7 separate regions of the Mus musculus genome follow, and regions 1, 2, 3, 4, 5 and 6 are each linked to region 7. A link is a contact called in public promoter capture Hi-C data. All regions are on one chromosome and are shown on one strand. Each heading gives the region's core, a stretch centred on a gene start, on an enhancer-like site or on the middle of the called end of the contact. The rest is flanking DNA. Distances are from core to core; before and after follow the strand shown.

The links. Promoter capture Hi-C pulls out the DNA fragments that hold promoters and counts their contacts.
Region 1: a contact with region 7 is called in a promoter capture Hi-C map of hippocampal neurons, with 2.0 times the contacts expected there. The contact joins the promoter of Pmvk here to the promoter of Mex3a in region 7. A contact is called at or near these places in 4 of 39 promoter capture datasets (cranial neural crest, hippocampal neurons, liver and 1 more).
Region 2: a contact with region 7 is called in a promoter capture Hi-C map of pre-B cells, with 2.4 times the contacts expected there. The contact joins the promoter of Pear1 here to the promoter of Mex3a in region 7. A contact is called at or near these places in 3 of 39 promoter capture datasets (liver and pre-B cells) and 1 of 115 datasets of contacts at active chromatin or transcription factors (pancreatic cancer cells).
Region 3: a promoter capture Hi-C map of liver shows a contact between it and region 7, with 3 times the contacts expected there. The contact joins the promoter of Slc50a1 here to the promoter of Mex3a in region 7. A contact is called at or near these places in 7 of 39 promoter capture datasets (the C10 cell line, cranial neural crest, frontonasal cranial neural crest and 3 more) and 3 of 115 datasets of contacts at active chromatin or transcription factors (craniofacial prominence, kidney and pancreatic cancer cells).
Region 4: a contact with region 7 is called in a promoter capture Hi-C map of cranial neural crest. The contact joins the promoter of Cks1b here to the promoter of Mex3a in region 7. A contact is called at or near these places in 3 of 39 promoter capture datasets (cranial neural crest, hippocampal neurons and liver) and 1 of 115 datasets of contacts at active chromatin or transcription factors (pancreatic cancer cells).
Region 5: a contact with region 7 is called in a promoter capture Hi-C map of liver, with 2.2 times the contacts expected there. The contact joins the promoter of Efna3 here to the promoter of Mex3a in region 7. A contact is called at or near these places in 5 of 39 promoter capture datasets (cranial neural crest, embryonic stem cells, hippocampal neurons and 2 more) and 1 of 115 datasets of contacts at active chromatin or transcription factors (pancreatic cancer cells).
Region 6: a contact with region 7 is called in a promoter capture Hi-C map of liver, with 2.2 times the contacts expected there. The contact joins the promoter of Adam15 here to the promoter of Mex3a in region 7. A contact is called at or near these places in 1 of 39 promoter capture datasets (liver) and 2 of 115 datasets of contacts at active chromatin or transcription factors (embryonic midbrain and pancreatic cancer cells).

Annotation. Positions count from the first base shown.
Region 1 is chr3:89,457,541-89,460,489 of GRCm38.p6, forward strand. It overlaps Pmvk (phosphomevalonate kinase), which reads left to right and starts at 1,578. Exons shown (of 5, transcript NM_026784.3): 1 at 1,578-1,924. The coding sequence starts at 1,830.
Region 2 is chr3:87,767,550-87,770,342 of GRCm38.p6, forward strand. Pear1 (platelet endothelial aggregation receptor 1) reads right to left here and starts at 1,404. Exons shown (of 25, transcript NM_152799.2): 1 at 1,329-1,404.
Region 3 is chr3:89,269,267-89,272,068 of GRCm38.p6, forward strand. Slc50a1 (solute carrier family 50 (sugar transporter), member 1) reads right to left here and starts at 1,304. Exons shown (of 6, transcript NM_009057.3): 1 at 1,120-1,304; 2 at 796-873; 3 at 561-684. The coding sequence starts at 1,199. Efna1 (ephrin A1) reads right to left here. Exons shown (of 5, transcript NM_010107.4): 5 at 2,464-2,802.
Region 4 is chr3:89,416,613-89,419,568 of GRCm38.p6, forward strand. It overlaps Cks1b (CDC28 protein kinase 1b), which reads right to left and starts at 1,679. Exons shown (of 3, transcript NM_016904.1): 1 at 1,543-1,679. The coding sequence starts at 1,601. It also overlaps a transcript of Shc1 not described here.
Region 5 is chr3:89,321,538-89,324,629 of GRCm38.p6, forward strand. Efna3 (ephrin A3) reads right to left here and starts at 1,402. Exons shown (of 5, transcript NM_010108.2): 1 at 1,169-1,402. The coding sequence starts at 1,296.
Region 6 is chr3:89,348,641-89,351,711 of GRCm38.p6, forward strand. It overlaps Adam15 (a disintegrin and metallopeptidase domain 15 (metargidin)), which reads right to left and starts at 1,388. Exons shown (of 23, transcript NM_001037722.3): 1 at 1,169-1,388. The coding sequence starts at 1,247. Dcst1 (DC-STAMP domain containing 1) reads right to left here. Exons shown (of 16, transcript NM_029974.2): 16 at 1,579-1,874. The coding sequence ends at 1,623. It also overlaps a transcript of Dcst2 not described here.
Region 7 is chr3:88,530,648-88,533,391 of GRCm38.p6, forward strand. It overlaps Mex3a (mex3 RNA binding family member A), which reads left to right and starts at 1,299. Exons shown (of 2, transcript NM_001029890.3): 1 at 1,299-2,201. The coding sequence starts at 1,748. It overlaps Gm38618 (a long non-coding RNA gene), which reads right to left and starts at 1,233. Exons shown (of 2, transcript XR_867447.3): 1 at 710-1,233.

The DNA.
Region 1 (2,949 bases), core at 328-2,827, 930 kb after region 7:
CTGAGTGCTGAGATCAAGAATGTGTGCCACCATTGCCTGGCTTAGGCAAATACATTCGGAAGTTTTGTGATTGGGACTAGAATTCCAGGGAAATTTGATTCCAGGGTGGGGCTGAAGGAAGGGGTGAGTTATGTCAGGCAGGTTCAGAATTCTGGGTGGAAGTTCTGATTTCTTTTGAGTGAGGGCTTAGTGAGCAGGAGGCCACAAGTGACTTCACCCTATATAGGCTTCGTTGGCCTGGTGAGAGCCAGCTTTCGGTGGGACCCAGAGAAATATTTATTGCACAGAGGTGGGACAATGTGCTGACTTACAAACTGTGAAATCACAGTGCTTAAAACAAACAGTCTGCTGTGAGTGGATACTTTAAAGTTTACAAAGTATTTTGTTGTACAGTTCTGCTTTCCTCTGTTTACCAAGCCTCTCACTTCCTTCTCTTTATTTTATTTTATTTTATTTTATTTTATTTTATGGCCCAGGCTGGCCTGGAATTTGTCTGCTTCCATTTCCAGTGCTGGCTGGCACTTGCCACTAAACCTAGTTTATTCAGTGCTGGCCCTCAAACCTAGGCTTAGGCAGAGGCTCTATCAACAGACAGACATCCTCAGTTCTGGCGATCCTCCCCGGTCCACTCTTTCTGTACCTGACCACTCCTGTTCTTTATTTTAAAATGATTTATGTGTTTTGCCCGTATGTCTGTGTACCTCGTGCATGCAGTTCCCACAGAGGCTAAGGGAGGGCTTTAGGTCCTCTGGAACTGCAGTTCCAGCTGGTTATGAGCGGCTAGGTGGGTGTTCAGCAAGGGCAGCCAGTGCTCTTAGCTGCGGAGTCATCTCTTCGCCGAAGCCTCTTTCGAATACGCAAAGAAATGATTTTCCTAAGAGTTTCTTTACGTTTCACTTTGGTTTTCACAAGACTTTGCAGTCTTATACACTGGAGGCAGTCATAGGCTGCAGGCTTTATTTTGATAAGCTTAGAAAAATGTAGGACAGCAATTTATATCTACAGATAACAGTAAGTAGGTGTCAGAACACTCTTAGTTTTGCCTCTCAACTTCTGGCTGGATGTTGGTCTCCGGAGGAAATTGGGTAATCTTGTTCAGAGTGGCGTCAAAACTCCTTAACCTAAGTTACTAATGTCACCAATGTTCTTTTTCGAGATTCTGAAAAGCTTTGGAGAGGAGTATGCGGCTAAAGAAAAGATCACTTAGTTCCAGCTGGAGGCTTCAGCAGTTACAAAACCTTTTCAACAGTGAAATAGCATACTGTTCATTAAACCCCTCCCTCGCTATGACGTCAAGAAACACACCCTATCATGTCATTGTCTGGTTACTTCTTTGGAAAGAGCTATTTTTAGTGCGGGGCAAACACATATTTGCTTTAGAGCATGAGTTATAACGTACAAATTAAAAGGCAGATTTGAAAATGCCTTCAACATTACTATTTTTCTTTATCTTTATGTTTGGCCGGTTGTGTAGAAGGGAACTTGAGGCTAGTCTTTCCAGCGTCACTCTCGGCTCACCTTGTCAGCCGAGAAGGCGGGGCCATGACGTCACATCTGGGCGGGCGTGGACTGTTCTAAGTGCGTGCTGCGCAGGGGGGGGAGGGCGGGGGGGGGCGGGAAAGGTACTTAGATACTAGGCTGCAAGGCTCTTTCCCTTCCAGTTTCTACGCCCATTCTCTGCGCGCTGGTTTCGATGTGGGCTGTGTAGTGTGGAGAAGGAGTGGGATCCCTCCTCCTTTTTGCTTCTACTGAGCGGGTCCACTTCGTGCTTGGCTGCATTTCAGGGGTCCGAAGTGTCAGCTTTAGGCCTGGTGAAGCTTGGTGGCACCATGGCCCCGCTCGGAGCCTCCCCGCGTCTGGTGCTGCTGTTTAGCGGGAAGAGAAAATCCGGGAAGGACTTCGTGACCGAGAGGCTGAAGAGCAGGTGTCCGCGGGTGCAGGGAAACCGAGGAAGGGCGCTACCGCAAGTGATGGAGGGCTTTATGGAGGGAGCTCGTGGAGGGCAAGGAGGGACAGGATGACAGGGCAGGGGAAGGCAGACCCTCACGGTCAGTAAAACAGCAGCCTGCACAAATCTCCCTCAAAGAACTAGGGGACTGCCACTGCAGATCTATGAAGATGTAGCTCTGCCTTCAAGAAACATGAATTACTACTATTACTATGCTGGCACCTTCAACGTGCCATTCCTGTTTGATGATTGTGGTCTGAGGTAACTGGCCTAGATAAGGAGACTAACAAGACTGTAAAGGTTTTTTTTCAAGACCACGTCCTGAGTGTGTCTGCTGCAAAGAGAATCTGCCCAGAACACCCTGCAATGGCAGGAATTTATGGAATATTCTATGCCAGGTGTTGTGCGTCTATATCATCTCATTTAACCTATTTAGCTTCTTTACCAAATAGTGGTATTAGCAATCCCATGTCACAGATGCAGAAGCAGGGGCCCTTAGGAGCTAAAACCTGGTGTGTGTGTGTGTGTCTCTGTGTGTGTGTGTCTGTGTGTGTGTGTGTCTGTGTGTGTGTCTCTGTGTGTGTGTGTCTCTGTGTGTGTGTGTGTGTGTGTGTGTGGTCCAGCAGCAGGGAGAGCTCATACATGTAGGAGTTCAAGGCCAGAGTGGACAACATGGTGAATTTTTAGTATTAAAATTTTTAAATTTGCTAGGGTTATAAAGTAGCAAACTCAGGATTTAAATTCAGCTTGGCCTGCCTGGAGACACCGTTCACTCACTCTGCCCTGCCTGGAAACACCATTCACTCATTCTGTCCTTCCTTTCTAGATATTTATTTTCAAAGATGTGTTTATGTGATGGGTGTGGGTTTGTGCCTTGGTGTGTGCGAGTGTTCTTGGAAGCCAGAAGAGGGCAGGTGATCCCCAGAACTGGAGTTACAGATGGTTGTGAGCCTTCATGTGGGTGCTGGGAATAGAGCCTTGGTCTGTAAGAAGAGCAGCAC
Region 2 (2,793 bases), core at 154-2,653, 760 kb before region 7:
GTTTCCTCAGAGAAGCCACATACAGTGGCTGTGGCAACTATCTTTCTCTGGGTTTCTCGCTGGTGGAGCAGGCTGCCTGGGGAGGGTTTCCTCTTCTGGGTTGTCTGATAGGGCATGTTGGAATGGAGTGGAGAAGCAGAAGCCAACCCTCCCACTTCACCCTTCACTGAGAAGAAAAAGGCAAGCCAGGGAGGGGGCAGGTTTTGGAAGAGCAGCCAAGCAGGGTAGGCTGGCAGGTGGGAGGCCAGCCCACACCCATCTCACCCATGCACACACAGCCAGAGGTAGGGCACTGTACTGTGGGCTGGAGTTGGGTTTGGAGAACAGCCTCCAACCCCCTAGGCCTAGCATAGGCAGGGGTTGAGAACTGACCCCTTATCCGGCCCTGCCTAGAGCTAAGGCCTGGCTGAGCCTGGGAACTTCAACCAGCACACGCTGTTCCAGTCTCCGGGGACCAGGGGTCACCGTCCCCAGCTGGGGCAGCAGGCTCTACTAAAAGTCCAAAACAAGGAGTCACGAGTCCGTGGCTAGAGGCTGGAAACAGGGATGCGAAGTGAGGGAGGCCTTGCTGGATGGAGCTTGGGTTCCCGGGCCCCAGGGCTCACACTATCAGCCTGGCTATGGGCCCACATCATCCAGGAAAAAGAAAAACAAACAAAAAAACAACAATAAACAAGCCTCAGAGACTGTAGGTGCCTATGGCTGACCTCTCCCCTACAAGATGGGAAAGGACACGCAAATCCAATCTCTTCCCTGGGCAGGGGTAGGGGGCAACACTATGAACACTAAACAGGGTCTTTCTCCGCGAGACATAGGAGGAGACAGGCAGGCAACTGTGTTTTGTTGGTCCTCCCAGAAAGAAGAAATTGGGGGATAGAGGGAAGACAAGGTTTAGGGTTGCTTTTCAGGGCTTCGGTACCACCACCATGGTTCTACACTAGCAAACAGCACACTGGAATCCAGGAGACTTGCAGGCTGCCTTCCTCAGGGCGAGAAGAGAGCTCTCCCAGGCTGGTCCCCATCCTAGCTCCTTATCCTCAGAGCTACGCAGCTTTCTTTTTCTACTTAGTTAGGTCTCCCTCTCCCTCTCTGCTCGCTCTCTTCTTTCTCTCCTCTCTCTCTCTCTTTTCACTTAGGCGGCTTTCTCTACTTAGATCTCACTTTCTTCTCTTCCCCTAACTCTCTCCTTTCTCCTTTCTCTTCTCTTTCCACTTAGACGGAACACACACACACACACACACAGGAGTCCCCACTCCATCTCCTCCTTTCCTCTCTTCAGGTTTCAGCCCAGCGGTCTCGGGCTCCAGAGCCCAGGGCAGGTCACTCACCTGCCTCGGGGCTCGGAGCTCGGAGCTCAGAGCGGCGTGTTGTACCGACGGGTCCTGCTGGCCGACAGAGCTGGCTGCGCGGGCAGGAAGGGGGTGGGCCTCCGCCCGCGCCCAGGCAGGAAGTCCGCGCGGGGAGGCTGGAGCCCGGCCGGGTGGGGTCAGCCCTCCGCACGCCTGTCTGCGAAGTGGACGGGGAGAGCCGCCCAACCTGACAGCCCCGGCTCCCGGCGTCGCGGTCCACCCGACGCCCCTCTTTCCTGCCCGGCGGCGCCCCCTGGCGGCCTTCAGGGGAGGGGCACCCTGCCTGCGCGGTCAGATCTTTGGGACCTTTGCAAGAGTTGAAGCAGGATTCTGCTACATAAAGAAAGCAGATCTTGCTCATCAGCTTGCTCCGAAGAACTCAGCGACCTACCACAGTCAGGTCTCAGAACAAAGACAACTTGGGCCTGGGGGAGTGTGGCTTATGCTGCAGGCCCTAGGTTGAATTCTAAACAGCAGGGACACCTTTATTTAAGAGTGATTGACATATAATAAAAATAAGCCCACTTGGCTTGATGAATAATGTTCCAAAACTTTATCGTGGCAAAACATACACAATATAAAACACATCCTTTCAACAAATGTTAAGTATACAGTTCGGTGGCATAAAGTATTTCACATATACGAAACCTTTGCTACTGTCAATTTCCAGAGCTTTCTCCTCATCCCAAACTGAAACTCAGTCTGCATCCCCTGGCCCTGGTAGCCATCGTGAAGTTAGGCTATATGTACCTCAGCTCCGGCCTCCGACCTTCCACATCTAGCTTATTCTACTTAGCATGCTGTTTCATTGGCTTAGACAAATGTGTTCATCCCAATAAAAGTGTGGTTTAAAATGTCCCTCTCTGGGGATGGAGAGATGGCTCAGGGAGGGGTCGAGGGGGTGTAACGCGCTTGCCACCAAGCCTGATGACCTGAGGTTGAACCCAGGGACCCACATGGTAGAAGGTGAGAATCAAATCCCAAAACTTGTCATCTATGCCCACAACAGTGCCATAGCATGGTACATATTCCCTCCCCTGCAACAGAAGTCAATCTAATGTTTTAAAGTCCATCTCCCCCAGTGTACCTACTCTAGGCTACAGTAAGGACGCAGATTCCGTCCTCACCCCTAGCCCAAACCCCACGAAAGTTTTGATTTGCTTTCTGTAGTTTATATTTCTAGAATATCCGTGTAAATGTCATCATAGAGTATGTACTCACGTATGTCCATCTTCTTCCCCTCACCATAAAGTTTCTGGGCCGTTGGGTGTTCTCTACTACAGCAGGTGACAGCACTGGGCTATTCAAGAACAGGATTGCTGTGTCCTGACAATTCCTGATTCTTGGATATTGTGGTTCCAAGCTGTTTGTGTATAATACTTACTAATATTGTGTATAATACTGATATATAATAATTACTAATATTATTATTATTATAATCCAG
Region 3 (2,802 bases), core at 54-2,553, 740 kb after region 7:
TGGAATTGCCTCCTCCTGTCTTCTGCCATGCTCTAATGGGGAAATCAACTTTTATCCCGGCCTTCACGTCAGCCTCTCACCACTCAGTTATTTGAGAGAAATCTCAGCCACACAACACTGGAGATCCCCAGGGAAGGGGAGAGCCATTTTTAGATCCCTCCCCTTTTCATGTGAGCTTCACATACATGTACAATAAGAGACCAATAAATGTTAGTGTGACTGAGTGGGGAAGCAGAGCGAATGGCCATTCTTAGCCATTGGCCCTGGTCCTAACCCTAAAGGAACTATCAGACAGTATAGCCCTCTTCCCCCAGCCTGTTGGGGGAGCACAGGATATCTTGACACCACGGGGTTGGGTAAGCCACCAGCATTTCGAACAAGGGGAGGGTGGGTGGCTCTGTGTGCATTTTAAAGGGTTGACTTCATGGGCAGGAGAACCAGAAGGGCCTTCTAGGAAAGGGAATTAATGCCATCCCACTAATCTTCCAGGAAATAGAACTATATGCTCTGCCAACATGGCCAGGTGTGGGGTGGAGGTGAGTGCAAGGGAGGGCCTCTACCTTCTGAGGACTGTAGTGCAGATATGCCAGGATATAAAGAGTCTGAAGCACGGCCCCCACGCTATTGACGATGATAAGGGTCCCATCTCCCTTCAAGACTCCGTAACTCAGCCAGCTCAGGTTGCTGTGAGGGAAGGAGGATTAAGGTCCAAGGGGCTGCTGGGGTTGCAGCAGGTCTCCAGGGATCTCTTGCACCTCCCTCAGCCTTTCCCATCACAGCCAACAACACTCTCACTTGACATCCGTGGTGAGAAAAGGCAGGAACTGGATGTTGTCCACGCTCCGTGTCCTCTGCATATGCCTGAGGTCCGAGCTGGAAGGGATCCAAAGGAAATTGTTAGGAGTGGGTAAAAGATTTCTCGGTGTTTACCAATCATCCTGAACGACAAGCAGATCTCCCCCCTCAGGCCAAGAGGCAGCCTCGCCTTGGACCTCAAATCATCCAATCCTATTCCACTATTATTCTGGGTTCCAAAAGCAGCAAGATATTGCAGCCACGTCTCTTGCCCGCTTTCATTTCTTGACTTCCTGCCCCAGCCCAGTCCATCCACACTCTCACAGGCCAGTGGAGAACATGCCCAGGGTGAAGAGCACGCAGGCACTAGAAAGGAAAGAGTCTGCCACGCCGCCCGCCTCCATCCCACCGGAGCCGGTTCCCTAGCCCAGCGCGGAGTTCCAGTAGCTCAGACCCGGAGCTGCGGAAGGCGAAGCTCCGCCCTTCCCCGTGGAACCGCGCCGGAACCCGCCCTCGCCCGAACTTCACCGGAACTGGGGACCCAGCCAAACCAGCGCCGCGTGCTGGCCGGGTGGTTTGCTGTAATGTGCGGGCCTGGGTCCTGATCGTGCTGTTCAGATTGCGTTTAGTGGTTTTAGTAGTGCCCCTGCATTTGTCCCCGATCCGACCCCTCCTCACACTGCGCACCCCTTGCATCATCGAGACCACTAGCCTCAACTTCTGGGTTCTTGTATGCTTTTGTGTGCTGGACCACAAACCTCAAATTTAGTCTCACAGGTCTTCAACGCGCCCCCAATTCATATCAGAACCTTGGTTACCCAGCTTTGGGAGGGTTTTCCTGGAGGTTATTGAAACCTCTTTCCAGTCTGTCCCCCAAAAGCAGGAATTGCCATCCTCTTTCAGATGTCCTCTCTTACACGACCTGCCCTATCCAAGGACAAGCCTACCCCTGGCCCCCTGTTCCAACATACTTGCTGCTGGGAACTTTCCCTCCCAGCCTCCCAGGCGGCTCTGCTGGTGGGGCAGCGCACATGCTTCAGCTGGCATCCAGCTCCCTGACTCACCCAGACAGCATGAGTACCTGCATGGTGTGCCAAAGCCCAGCGCTCGAGGCTGGTGAAGTTGGACAGGAAGAACAAAGAGTGGGTGCGGAGAGGAATCTATAGCCCACTCTTGCAGGGAGTTGTGCAGAACCCTCAGGAGTAAACTCCTTTAGCCTGGTAAGACTGATCCTAGCCATTTATTTATTTTGTCTTTTATTTACTTTTTTTGTTTTGTTTTGGTGAGACAAAGTCTCACACTGTAGCCCAGGCTGGCATTGGAATTTTGGCAACATTGCTTCAACCTTCTGAGTGCTGGGGTCACAGGCAGGAGCCACCATGCCTGGCTACTTATGTTTTGTGCTCCTGAGGACTGAACTCAGGGCTGACACACGTTAGGTAACCCTCTACTTCTTGGGGTACATTTCCAGCCTTTTATTTTTGAGTTTGAGGCAAGGTCTGAGTTACTCATGCAGTCTCAAGTTTTTAACCTTCCCACCTCAGCCGCAAAAGGAGCTCTGCATTATACCTGCCCCCCCCCACACCCCCCCCCCATTGCTTCTGTTTAGCACAGAGCCTAACACACAATGGGGACACTGGTCACAAATCAACATGGTGGGGCAGAAAAGCATGTCCATAAAAAACCATCAATTTATTATGAATCCAAAAACACTGTATAAAAAAACCCTGCAGTCATAGAAATGAACAGATACAGCACATTTATATACAGACACTGTACATGTGGGCCCTGCCCGTTAAGCTAAACTCCACAGACTGTACACACGGGCACTGCCCTTACAGCTACACTCTAAAACCAGGCTGCTTCAGTCCTCCTGTTGGCACAGCTCCAGGGAATGTTGCCCCAGGGATGGGGAGGATGCAGTCAGGGCCGGGCTACAAACCTCTCTGGCAGCCCAGCAGGTGGAAATCTTGCAGAGATGCTGGGTCAGCCCAAGCTGCCTCTTCT
Region 4 (2,956 bases), core at 429-2,928, 890 kb after region 7:
CCCCGCACTCAGGAGGCAGAGGCAGGTGGGTCTCAGTTGAGGCCAGCCTGGTCTACAGGGCAAGTTCCAGGACAACCACAGCAGCAGATGAACCCTGTCTCAAAAACACAAAACCAAACAACCACAACCACAACGAAACAACAACAAACAAAAACAAGAAAGAAAGCAAAACCAAAATAAAAACACCATGGGTTTTCACCACTTTCATAAGAGTTATTAAAACCACAAATGAGCAATTTGATGTGTGACTCCTGGGTATGAGATACTGACGATATTTGTTTCTCCTTTGATCACAGGCCTCACAGGCCTCTAGCTGGTTACCTACTCTAGGACTGTGTGGAAAGGCCTTTTACGGAACAGGTATGAAGACAAACATGCAAATGTTCATACTTCTAAGGGATGTGCTATGATACTTGGAAAATCCCAAGCTTTCCCAAACATAAGTTTATGGCAAAAAATTACCTGACTTGACTCAGGCTACCCCAAGTAGATTTACTTTATCATGCTCAGTGAAGATGTACTAAATGCTTCTTCCTTTGTGATAATAACAAGAGCCCCACCCCATTGTTGTCCAAATGTCAGAAAAGAGCTTCCATTCTAACTGTGACTTCGATACACAGAACCAAAAAAAAAAAAAAAAAAAGAAAAAAAAGAAAAAAAAGAAAAAAAAAAAAGAAACCCAAACAAACCCCTCCTTTAAACAAAAATGCCAAGGCTAAGCTGGAGTTACAGCTTCCCAGAGATGAAGCCACTCATTTCTCCAGCCATGCAAATGCTGTAAGTGTAACATTGTTACAGACGTGGAAAACAGCTGAGTACTTTACACTTGAGACAAGGTTCCATCTGTAGTGTGATCTGGGCTGGACCCTATGACAATCCTGCAGCCTCAGCTTCCAGAATGCTGAGATTAAAGATGTGAGCTACCGTACCAGCTTATCTTGCACCTTAACAGAAAACACTTGAAACCTCTATGCGCGCCATGAATGATCAAGTATTTGAAAGGTATCTACCCACGGCCACAGTCTTCATGCCACTCCAAGTCCTGTAAAAGCCTATCTAAAACAAGGCTGACAACTACTCATCTTTTTTATAAACTAAAAACCACCAACACTGAGGCTCTCTTAGAACCGTCCTTTCATCAAGAGCATGAAACTTTCAGTTCTGCACGGGCTACCTTCTTTCTCCCAGCAGACTTTGAGATTTCAGTAACGCGAGCAGTTCCTATTAGGGAAATCGCCACAACAAAGTTGCTTTAGTGATGTGAATTCCCAGAGGTAAAACTGATCAGAGCTACAAGACGCTTCAATTTAACAGCCGGCCAACTCTAAGTTCCCTTTCATTGTTTTACATCCTCCGTCCACCTTTTGCGCATGTGCTTTGCTGCTGTACCCAATCCCACCCCCACCCCACTCCCCGGTAATTCCTTGCGCACGCGCCCGTTCTACACTGTCCCCCGCCCCCATCCCCCGCCTCCCACTCCGGCCTAGGTAACTAACTCCTCGCGTGCTCTCTTTTGTCTGTAGTCCCCGCGCCGGCACTAACCGGTATTCGAACTCCTCGTCGTCGTATTTGTCCGAATAGTAGATTTGTTTGTGGGACATGATTGCTCTGTCCGAGGGCGCTCAGCCCCGCGCCGCAGGCCTCCAGACAACTCCCAGCAGCACGCGCTCCCACCCTCTTTGGCCTCGCTTTCAAACACACCGCCCGCACTTCCTATTGGTCTCTGCGGCCGAAGGCGGGACAGCTCCATTTTGAAGTCCTCGATTGGCTTGCTTTGGCGTCTCTTCAAGTCGTAAATGGAGTGCTGTGCTCAGGTTTCTGAAGAATGAGCTGGGTCAAACTAGGATTCTCATTGGCTCTCACTGCGCCCCTTGAGCCTGCTGGCGCAGCCATTGGCCAACTTTGGAAAGCAGACGGGTAAAGGAGGGACAGCGAGGTAGGGGGTCAGGGGTTAGTGAGGCCGGAAGTGAGTGTAATAAAGTTTGTCTGGGGAGGCCCAGGCTGGGGTGAAAGTTGGGGCGGTGACTTAAGCAGACAGTTGCGTGATCCGGAACCAGATCGGCCCGCGGTGCGGTGCGGAGACTCCATGAGACCCTGGTAAGTCTAGACTTTCTTTCTGTGGCGACCAACTCCTCTTCCACCCCGGAACCCCTCTCCCAGGACCCTACTTCCGGTCTTGCTGTATAAGTCCCGCCCCCGAGACCCCTCTCCGGAAGTCCCACCTTCCTACTTCAAGGGGCTCCCTGAACCCCGACTTGTCTCTTATGATCGCGACCACACCCTGTGGTCTTACTTTCCTGGGAATCGCACCCCCAGACGTGTTTCCCAGCACCATATGATTAGTCTTCCTTGTTCTCTCTCTGAGTCTGCCTCTTCAGGATTCTCGGTTGAACCCAGTCTATCCATTGCCTGGCTTCCAAAAGAGGGAAAACCGTGCTTTTGAAAGACCGATGTGACTTTGTAGAAGTGACGCCTCTTTGGGACCCCGCCCCTTTGGGACCCGCCCCTTCCACTGTCCACGTCCGATCCTGGGAATGTGCCGTACTCCCTGTTTAGGGACCTTGTCCCCTCAGGATTCTCCTTCCTCTTGGGCTTGGGTCAGTGCCGCAAAACCCAGGTCTTAAATGCCTGACGTTTCATCCGCTTCTATATCCCTCTCCTTGTTTTAAGCTTTGGGCTTAATTCTCCTGAGCTCTGGTGCTCCATAAGGTGGGGGGTTGAAATTTGTGGTTGTAAGGAGTGAGCTTATTAGCAGCGTCGCCCCTCTCCCCTCTTCGCCCACCCCCGTAACCTTCGAGAGTGAATTAAGTCGAAGGGACTGAATTTCGTTTACAGCTGGAGAGTGGATGAAGGAAAGGAGACTCTTGACTCCTTTGAGACCCCATCCCAAAGACAGCCATAGATGGCACCTTCCCATGCCTGGATTGGACTAAGCATTGGTTTGTGTGAGCCTAAC
Region 5 (3,092 bases), core at 152-2,651, 790 kb after region 7:
GGTCCCCTCCCCTGGGGTCTCACCATTTGTTCCCTAGTCGGCCCCCAGGGCGGAGAGTCAGAAGCAAAGCTGCCGCCACCGCCCGGGCAGGTGTGACAGTGATCCCCGTGTCCCCAGGGATCCCCCTACCAATACACTGAGGTGGCCAGAGTGATACACACGACAGCTCGGCAGGGAGAAGACAAGGGCAGCAAGGACTGTGCAGAATGATGGCCCGGTCCGGCAGCCGGCACCGAGCCGCCGCGCCACACACCGGAGGAAACCACACGGCCGCCCTGACACCCGCCCAGACCGCGGCGGCGCCAAGAGCCACCCCAGCCCAGACAAGACTGGCCACGCGGACACCGACCGCAGCCCCCTCCCCGATCCGCCGCCCGCTCCCACCCCTAGACGGTCGCCGACGCAGACACACAAATCACACACAGACACACGCACACTGACAGCCGCGCACGCCCGTTCACACTCAGTGCCATACGCCGTCCCTAGCTTCAGTGCGTGTGTGTGTGTGTGTGTGTGCGTGTGTGTGTGTGTGTGTGTGTGTGACATGCCGACATCTCTGCCTTCTTCCTTCTCACCAGTACCCTGCGTTCCTAGGGCCCCCCAACTTCGCGACCCTGGCCCGGCTCACCCCAGCAGGGCTTATTCACACAACCAGAGCAACCCCTTACCCTTCGTCCTGAGGAGGTGGAGAATCGGAGTTCCTGCCTTAATGCCGAACCCCACTTTTAAAACCAAGAGTCTTAAGCAGAACCCCATCAACATTACAGGCTGAAAACAGGTCATCCTTCAGCTCCCAAACGCAGCGGCCTATCCCTAGCACACCGGTACTCACAGACTTCAACCTAGCCAAAAGGAGCGTGGATGGTGGGGGAGACTACGGGACAGAGAACACTATTCCATTGGCGAGTGTGGAGAGAAACCAAGATGGGGTTAGGGACCCCCAACAGCCTCCTCCGCACGGCCAGAGCGCTCTTTACTATGCCCCAACAGCTTCTCTCAGACACCCCCGAGTTTCACAGACGCCCACATAGTGCGTCCCCTCTCCCTCGCCTCTCGGTACCAAGCCTGTCTCCCAGGACTGCTGCCAGGTTCCCCTAGGACTTCTCGGGCCCACCAGCTCCCCCATCACTGACGCGGGACGCACGGGTTCTCCGGGTCCCCGACTCACTGCTGATTGGAGCTGTTCCAGTATACCGCATGCCGGTTTCCCAGTGCGCCCCCAGGCCCCTGGGCCAGCAGCGGCAGCAGCGGCACGGGCACGAGCAGCAGCAGCAGCAGCAGCGGAGCCGCCGCCATCCCCGGAGCCGCCGCCGCCGCCGCCCCCCGACTGAGCCCCGCACTCCCGGCTTCTCAGCTTCCCAGCTCCCTGCTGCCGCCGCTGCCAGCCCCCAATCTTAGTCACGCCCACAATCCTTCCCTCCGCCCTTCTGGGCGCGCCCCCGAAGCCCCGCCCCTGGCGCGCTCACGCGGGGCTCCGCCCCACTTGAGCCCAGAGCGCGCCGCGCGTGGGCGACCCATACTGTGTAGCCCCTTTAGGAACAACGCGCCTCTCCTCTCTCCTAGGTGATTTGCTGCAGAGGTTTGCGTCTTTAGGTCCCCCAAGCTTGGAGTTCACAGAAGGATTTGGAAGCCAAGACCTGGACATACATCTGGTGTAGGTCCACACCTTTCTCCATAGAGTGTGGGGGCGTTGAGCGAAGATCTACGTCTGGAATAAGCAAGAGTAGACCCATATCGGACCTCTACTTCCTCCACCCCTTTCCATGTGTGCAAGGAGTTAAATGGACACAAGATGGGGAAGCCTTCAGGTGGTACCAAGAGCTAACAGCTGGCTGCCTGAAGGCCCTCACCTGAAGCCAAACCAGAACACCTCAGCCCAGAGTGTCACCTTCTGGGGGCTGGGCACAGTAGCTATACTTCCTTAATCCTGACACTCTAGAAGCAGAGCCTGGCAGATCTCTGTGAGTTCGAGGGCACCTACATTGGTCTGTGTAACAAGTACCAGGCCAGGCAGGGCTACGCAGCGAGACCGTGTCCCCCCACCCCCACCCCCCGCCCCGTCTCAAAAAAAAAAAAAAAAGCCTAAGCCTTCTATGGTAATCCAGGGCAAAGGTATTTGGTGGTGGTGAGTTGCCAAGGCGAGTTGGAGCCAGGCAGGAATGGAGCAGTCTTCTTGGAAAGCCCACAGAGGTCCCCTCACTGCCTCCGATTCCCTCAGTGATGTCCTTAGGCACGCTCATTCCTGCTTCCATAGATGCTTTCTCTAAGGACAGAGGGCACCTTATATTCCAGCACTTGCCACAGCAGTTGTCTTCTTAGGGACATACAGGCACAAAGATGACATGCACACAGCGATGGGAGAGAAAAAAAATAAAGGTGTCCATATCCAGAAACAGGAGCAATGGACACTTGACATACAGTCCAATCTAGGCACACAAGGTGCCTATAGAGTAGAAATTGGTGTAAACATAGGCCCCTAGACAGAGACACTGACGTATACAGACACACTCTTCTCCCATGTGATTGACCCTCTTTGTGAGGGATCCAGAATACAGATCTACTAGGCATTCACCCCTTATCTTGTCTCTTTCCCAGAAGCCCAGACTGAAAGACAAAGCAGAACCGGGCCTTACTGGGTTCTTAGAACCCACAGCACCTGTGCCCAGGGAGGCAGGCACATTGCTGTTTTGTTGTGTTTCAAGAGGTAGGAAAGATAGCAGCACCTCAGTCAGTTACCTTTGGCAGTACAAGGCCCTGACCACACGCCTGCCTTGGGGGAAGGGCACCGCATGCACAGTAGGTACCATGCCTCCCTGCTGCTAGGCAAGAGTGGGTGCTGTCCTCCTGGGATACCTCTCCACTCCTGGGAGATACCTTCTCTCTCTTCTTGGGAGCCAGAAAATAAATGAGGCCCTTTGAGATGGGAGTGAGGGACTTTGCAAACAGCTCTCTTCATTCCCAAAGAGATTTGCTTCACCCAAATAATGCTAACTGCCTACTCCTGGGAGTTCCAGCCCCAGCCCCAGCCCCAGCCCCAGCCCCAGCCCCAGCCTCAGCCCCTCTGTGCCATACCTTTGCTTCAAAGAAGTAAG
Region 6 (3,071 bases), core at 138-2,637, 820 kb after region 7:
GAACATCCTAAGAGATTGCTGAGGAAATCCCTAGCAAGGCTGGAATCACTAGTGTCCTCAGACCCACCGACCCTCAGCACAGAAGGCTATATCAGTGACTTAAGCGGTCCTGCAGTGTGTGCCAGGATTTAAAGGAGGATATGGGAAGGAGGGGTTTTTTTTTCCCCAACTTACGGATTTCACCCATAAGTCCCCAAAGTTCAGAGTATCCAGCTTGCAGCTCCTCCTTGCCTTCCCTTTGGCCAATCCCAAGATTTTCACGGGGGCCCTCCCTTGTTCCCATCCCTTCCCAATCACACTCCCCACCCAATCAGGAATGCCCTTTCTTAGGTCTAAGAGAAGTCTGTGGCCTAGTGCCCACTTGCCCTTCCTTTTCCCTCACAGTAGAGATGCCTGCCGGGAACACCCATCTTTGGGTGAGCAGTGCAAACACTCTGACCTCCCTAAACAGCCTTGATGCCCAGTCAGGCGCACCCGTTCCCAACAGCCTCCGCTTCCTCCGCCAGCACCCCCCAACAATGGCCCTCTCCTCTCCGGACACTCCACCCCCGCCTACCCTCTCGGCCCCCAGCCCAAGACAGCAGCGGGAAGTGAAAGTTCCAAGGAGGAGTTGGTGTCCCAGTCTCTTTCCTGGCGAAAGCTCCCTCCCCTGGCTCCTCCGGGCCCCTCCCGCTCCGCCAGGCTTCTGGTGGCAACCGCACCCGAGTGAGCGGTGCTGGCCGCCCAGGTCTGGAATGAACGGCTGAAAATAATCCTTTTCACTAAAACCCCACTAGCTAGTCCGGGCACTTCATTGAGTAGAACTGTCAGCTAGGCACTAGAGAGACGAAGACGTCAGTCCTAAGGAGTGACTCTTTCCATGATCTGAGCGCCCCACCCCCACCCCCCGCGCACGCTCTTCAGTGCCTGAGACTCAAAAGTGTCTGCAGGGATAACTCGGGACTTCAGGACAGAGGACGCCATCCTCCCTCCTCCTCTTCCTCCTCCTCCTCCTCCCCATCCTCCTCTTCCTTTCGTTCTCCAAATTACCTGGCCCTAGGCTTTGGTCCGCAGATCACGCAGGCTGCCCTCTGGTTAGGCTCCGGCAGACCCCAACACCCCATTGCCTCCGGGTTTCCTTGTACCTCTTTCCAAATCATCCCCTCGACCCACTGTCCTGGGAACTCACCTATATTTGGCAGCGGCGGGGAGGGCCGAGGGCTGCCCGCGCCCAGGAGTCCCAGAGCCCAGAGCAGCGCCAGCCGCATGGCCGCGGAGCTCCGGGCTGGACTGGGGCAGCAGGTGCGGGGCTACGCGTGGAGGAGCAGCCACGGCCCCGCCGGACACCAGCTCGGTGCAGCGCAGCAACTAGGCCCCGCCCCGCCCCGTCTGAGGCTCCGCCCCGCCCCGTCTGAGGCTCCGCCCCTGCCGCTCAGCGCAGCCTCTTTCCGGCAGCTACCGGGATGGGTTTGGACACCACAAGACTCGCGCCTTCCCTCCATCCTGCCTCCCGTCTGTAGCCCGGCTTCGTGGAGATTGTGCGGGCCAGTTCTTCCGGCTCACCCAATCCCGGATGCCTGCGAAGCACCAGCCGCAGGAGCGTGCATCACACTTTATTAAGCAAGAAGGCGGGCAGCATCCCTTCAATCGCCATACACAGCGTCGTCGTTGCTGTCGCTGTGGGCGGATGACGAGAGCTCTTCGCGGGGCGTGCACACCGGGCAGAGCCGTTGCATGTCGTCCCAGCACGACCGGCAGTACAGGGCCTTGCAGTCTGGTGTGGGGCACACGTAGGAATCCGGCGTCTCCATTGCCTGGCACACCACACAGCGCTGACGCATGAAGCGGTGCAGGAGAGGGCACCGGCGATACAGAGCCTCCACCAGGTAGTGGGGCTGTTGGAAGATGAGGTGGATTGGTTAATGCCAAGTGGGCTGAGCAGAAAGGGTTGTCAGGGGCACTGGGCAGCTCTTAATGTATGAAGTCCCAAGGCCTGACAATGCTATATTGGAGGAAGCTGGGGTAGACAAGAAGAGCCCTCGAGGGCGATATTGAGATAAATCGAAAGAGTCTTCTTCTCCATGATGGGCTGCGGAGCCTGGCGTGCCCAAACTTACTCCCAAGGATGACCCACAACAATTCTGTACACCTGTGGAGCGGCTTAATTTGGTACTTAGGCTTAGAAGGGAGGAGGGCACAATTTACACCTTACTGGGCTGGAGAGATGGTTCCGTGGTTAAGAACCCTGACTGCTCTTCCAGAGGACCCAGGTTTGAATCCCAGCACCCACATAGCTAACAACTGCCTGTCACTTGAGTTCCAGGGAACTGGATGATCTTCTGGCCTCCCTGGACACCAGCCACCCATGAGGACACAGACATATGCATAGGCAAAACACCCATACACATTAAATAAGTGCAAATTTTAATTAAGTCTTTTTTAAAAAATCTCTCCGGGTGGTGGTGGTGCACACCTTTAATCCCAGTACTTGGGAGGCAGAGGCAGGTGGATTTCTGAGTTTGAGGCCAGCCTGGTCTACAGAGTGAGTTCCAGGACAGCCAGGGCTACACAGAGAAACCCTGTCTCGAAAAACAAACAAACAAACAAAAAACTCAACCCCCCCCCAAAAAAAATCTCAGAAAGATGGTGTAACTTTCCTAAGTCAGATCTGAGTCAAACCTGGCAGGAACCAAGTCCCAAGCTTTGTGGCCATTCCACAGTCTCACTTTCCGAATACCCTCTTCATACAGTTGCCAGGAATTCTTAAGAGCAGAGCTGGGCTTGCCCTTCGAGCGCTCAGAGGTCTGTTTCTTCCCAGCCTTGCTCTGCCTCCTTGGCTCCTGCCACACTTTGCATTTCCCTTAGCTTGCCCTTTGACCTTGGCATCCACTTTGATCTCTGAGTTTGTTTTTTTTTCACACACTGTTCCTTCAGCTTAGAACACATACCCCCCTATTTCATCTAGCCATTCGAGTTCAGTCTACTTCAGGACCAGGTCAAGGGATCCCAGCCTGCTGATGTTCATGTGTGCCGTGGGGTATGTGTGGCAGTCAGGGGACAGCTTGTGGGGAGTCCTCTCCTTCTACCAGGAG
Region 7 (2,744 bases), core at 49-2,548:
AAGGACCGGGCCTGAGCTCAGCCCTCCTGGCCTTTGGCCTCACTGTGCCTCCTGACATCCCCATTGTCAATCTACTGCCCTACCTTCATGCAAAACTTTTCCTCTAGACTAGCTCAGATTTCCCAAAGGAAACCCCTCGGGCAGGGGCGGGACTCCTACCCACCCAGCATACCCATCTACTGTGATCCAACTTGGGGAGGTGACTCCTTGAGCCTGACCACAAGACCTTTAGATCCCATCCCTCTCTTGAAAGAAAAACAAAAACAAAAACCAGAAGATACAGAGTAGGGGGGAAGTAAAAAAGAAAGAAAGAGAAAAGAATGCAGTACACTCTAACTCCCCTCTTAACAGTCAAATCTTAAAAGCTTATTTATGATCTCTTTCGCCATATTTCTAGGGTTAAAAGGGCTGAATTACTGGTTTATAAAGGAGGCAAAGGAAACAGCGAAATGACCGTCCTAAGGGACAAAAGATTTCCTCCACTATATTCGAGGCTCAGGTCTAAAAAAGTAAAAATAAAAAACCTGGGTTCTCAGGGGCCCCCAATCTCACTCCTGTTACTCAAGGTTCAAGGCTCCAAATTAAGCCATACGAAGCCTCTAGGACCCTTCTGGCTTCCCGGATCAGCCCCCACCCCCATCCTCTCCCTCCACGCCTCCTCATCCTCCCCGGGTCACTGCACGGACCACGGGGGCACGAACTAACTCACCTCCCAGTCGTGGCCTCTGAGATCCCGGAACTGGGGGGCTGGGGGAGGGGGAAGGGCTTGCTACCTCCGAGAAGAGAGGGAACCACATCCTCTACCGGGGGTCCCACCCCCAACCGAACGCCCCTTCCTGGCCCCCACACAGCGCAGAGACCTGCTCCTCCCACTGTAGCGGCCGCGGGCTTTGTCTGCTCCACCAGCTCTCTCCCAGAGGCCCGAGCCCGTGGACTCCGCGATCGCGCGCGGGAGGAGGGAGGGCACTGCAGCCACGAGGCCGCTCCGCCCCGGCCCTCATTACCATAAGAAAGAGGCCCGGGACCCGCGGGCAGAGGAGAAACGCCTTTCCACACCCGCTCCCTTCCCGCATACTGCCAGCTCCTAAAATTTCTCGGACCACAACTCCCAACCCACCCGAGGCTTTTCCCGTGACCAGTGGGCAGAGCCCGAGGGGCGCAATCCCCTTCTTGCCCGGGTTGAGGAATTCCTCCCCGCGCCCGAGGGCGGGAAACTACAACTCCCGGCATGCCCCGGGCGCCCCCGGCGCGCCCCCCTCCCGTCAGTTCCATGCTGCTCCATCCAGTTCATTTAAAACAAAAGAGTTTGAGCGCTGGAAGGGGCTGGGCTCTATTGGGGGCCACTGAGCGACGCTCCGGGACTGGGGCTCGGTGCGGGAACCTAAGGGGGCGTCTGCTCGGCGGAGGGTAGAGACTCTGGGTCCGAGGCGGAGGGGTGGGGGCTAGGGCCCGCAGCCCCCCACCCCACCCCGTCACCCCGGAGCGAGAGGAGATCTGCTTTCTTGGTTTTGCTTCTTTTCCCCCACCCCCACCCGGGGGCTGGGGCGAGGGGAGTCAGGTTACAGGGTGCTTGGGGAGGGGGGCTTAGGGGTGGGTCTATCTTTCTATCTCGCTTTCTTCCCCCCTCCCCAGCTCTTTGTTCCCCCTCCCCACACACCCCCTCCTCTCCTCTCCCCTCCCCTCCTCTCTCCTCTTCTCCCTTCCACCACCTCTCTCTCTCCCTCTCTCCCCCAGCTTTTGTTTCGCCATGCCTAGTCTAGTGGTATCTGGAATAATGGAAAGAAATGGGGGCTTTGGAGAACTAGGATGTTTCGGGGGAAGCGCTAAGGACCGAGGGCTGCTGGAAGACGAGCGCGCCCTTCAGCTGGCTCTTGATCAACTCTGCCTCCTGGGTTTGGGGGAGCCCCCCGCCCCCACGGCGGGCGAGGACGGGGGAGGTGGGGGGGGCGGCGCCCCCGCGCAGCCGGCCGCCCCCCCGCAGCCGGCCCCGCCGCCGCCGCCCGCGGCGGCCCCGGCCGCCCCGAGCGCGGCCCCCGCGGCGCAGACGCCCCAGCCCCCCACCGCCCCCAAAGGGGCGAACGACGCCAAGCTCTGCGCGCTCTACAAAGAGGCCGAGCTGCGACTGAAGGGCAGCAGCAACACCACGGAGTGCGTTCCCGTGCCCACCTCCGAGCACGTGGCCGAGATCGTGGGCAGGCAAGGTAAGCGGGCGTCTGGACACTGCGAGGGTTGGAGTGGGGGCTTGCTGTCCCCGGCACGGAAAGTTCATCGCTTCCTTCTTTGCGCGCCTCTGGCTCTGTCCCTTCCCGACAAAGGGGGCCCCGCCCCCTGCCCAGATTCCAAGTGCCACAAAGTTCCCTGCTACCCCTAGTCGGGACGACTCTCGGGACCCTTCCTCCCCTGGGGCTCCGCCCGTAGACAAAGAAATATCCTGGAACTGGGAGAGGAAAGGGGAGGGGGAGCTGCCTCCCAATCCCAGGGTCTGTGCGGAGGGGGTGTCGGCTCCTGGCTGGAAGGACTGACGGAATGTGCAATTACTTGGGAGCCCCTACTCTAGTTTCTGCTTGTATACTGGGGAGGGGGCACTCCTGGGACCTTCTGCTGTTGGAGTTGGGGACTCTGAGGGAGACCTAGTCCACGAAGCCCGACTGAAGAGCTGCCTCTTTGTTGGGCTGAGTGTAGGAATGAAAGGGGGTGTGGCCCAGGGGAGGGTCCCAGTCTGGGGAGAGGTGATGAGGGAGCCC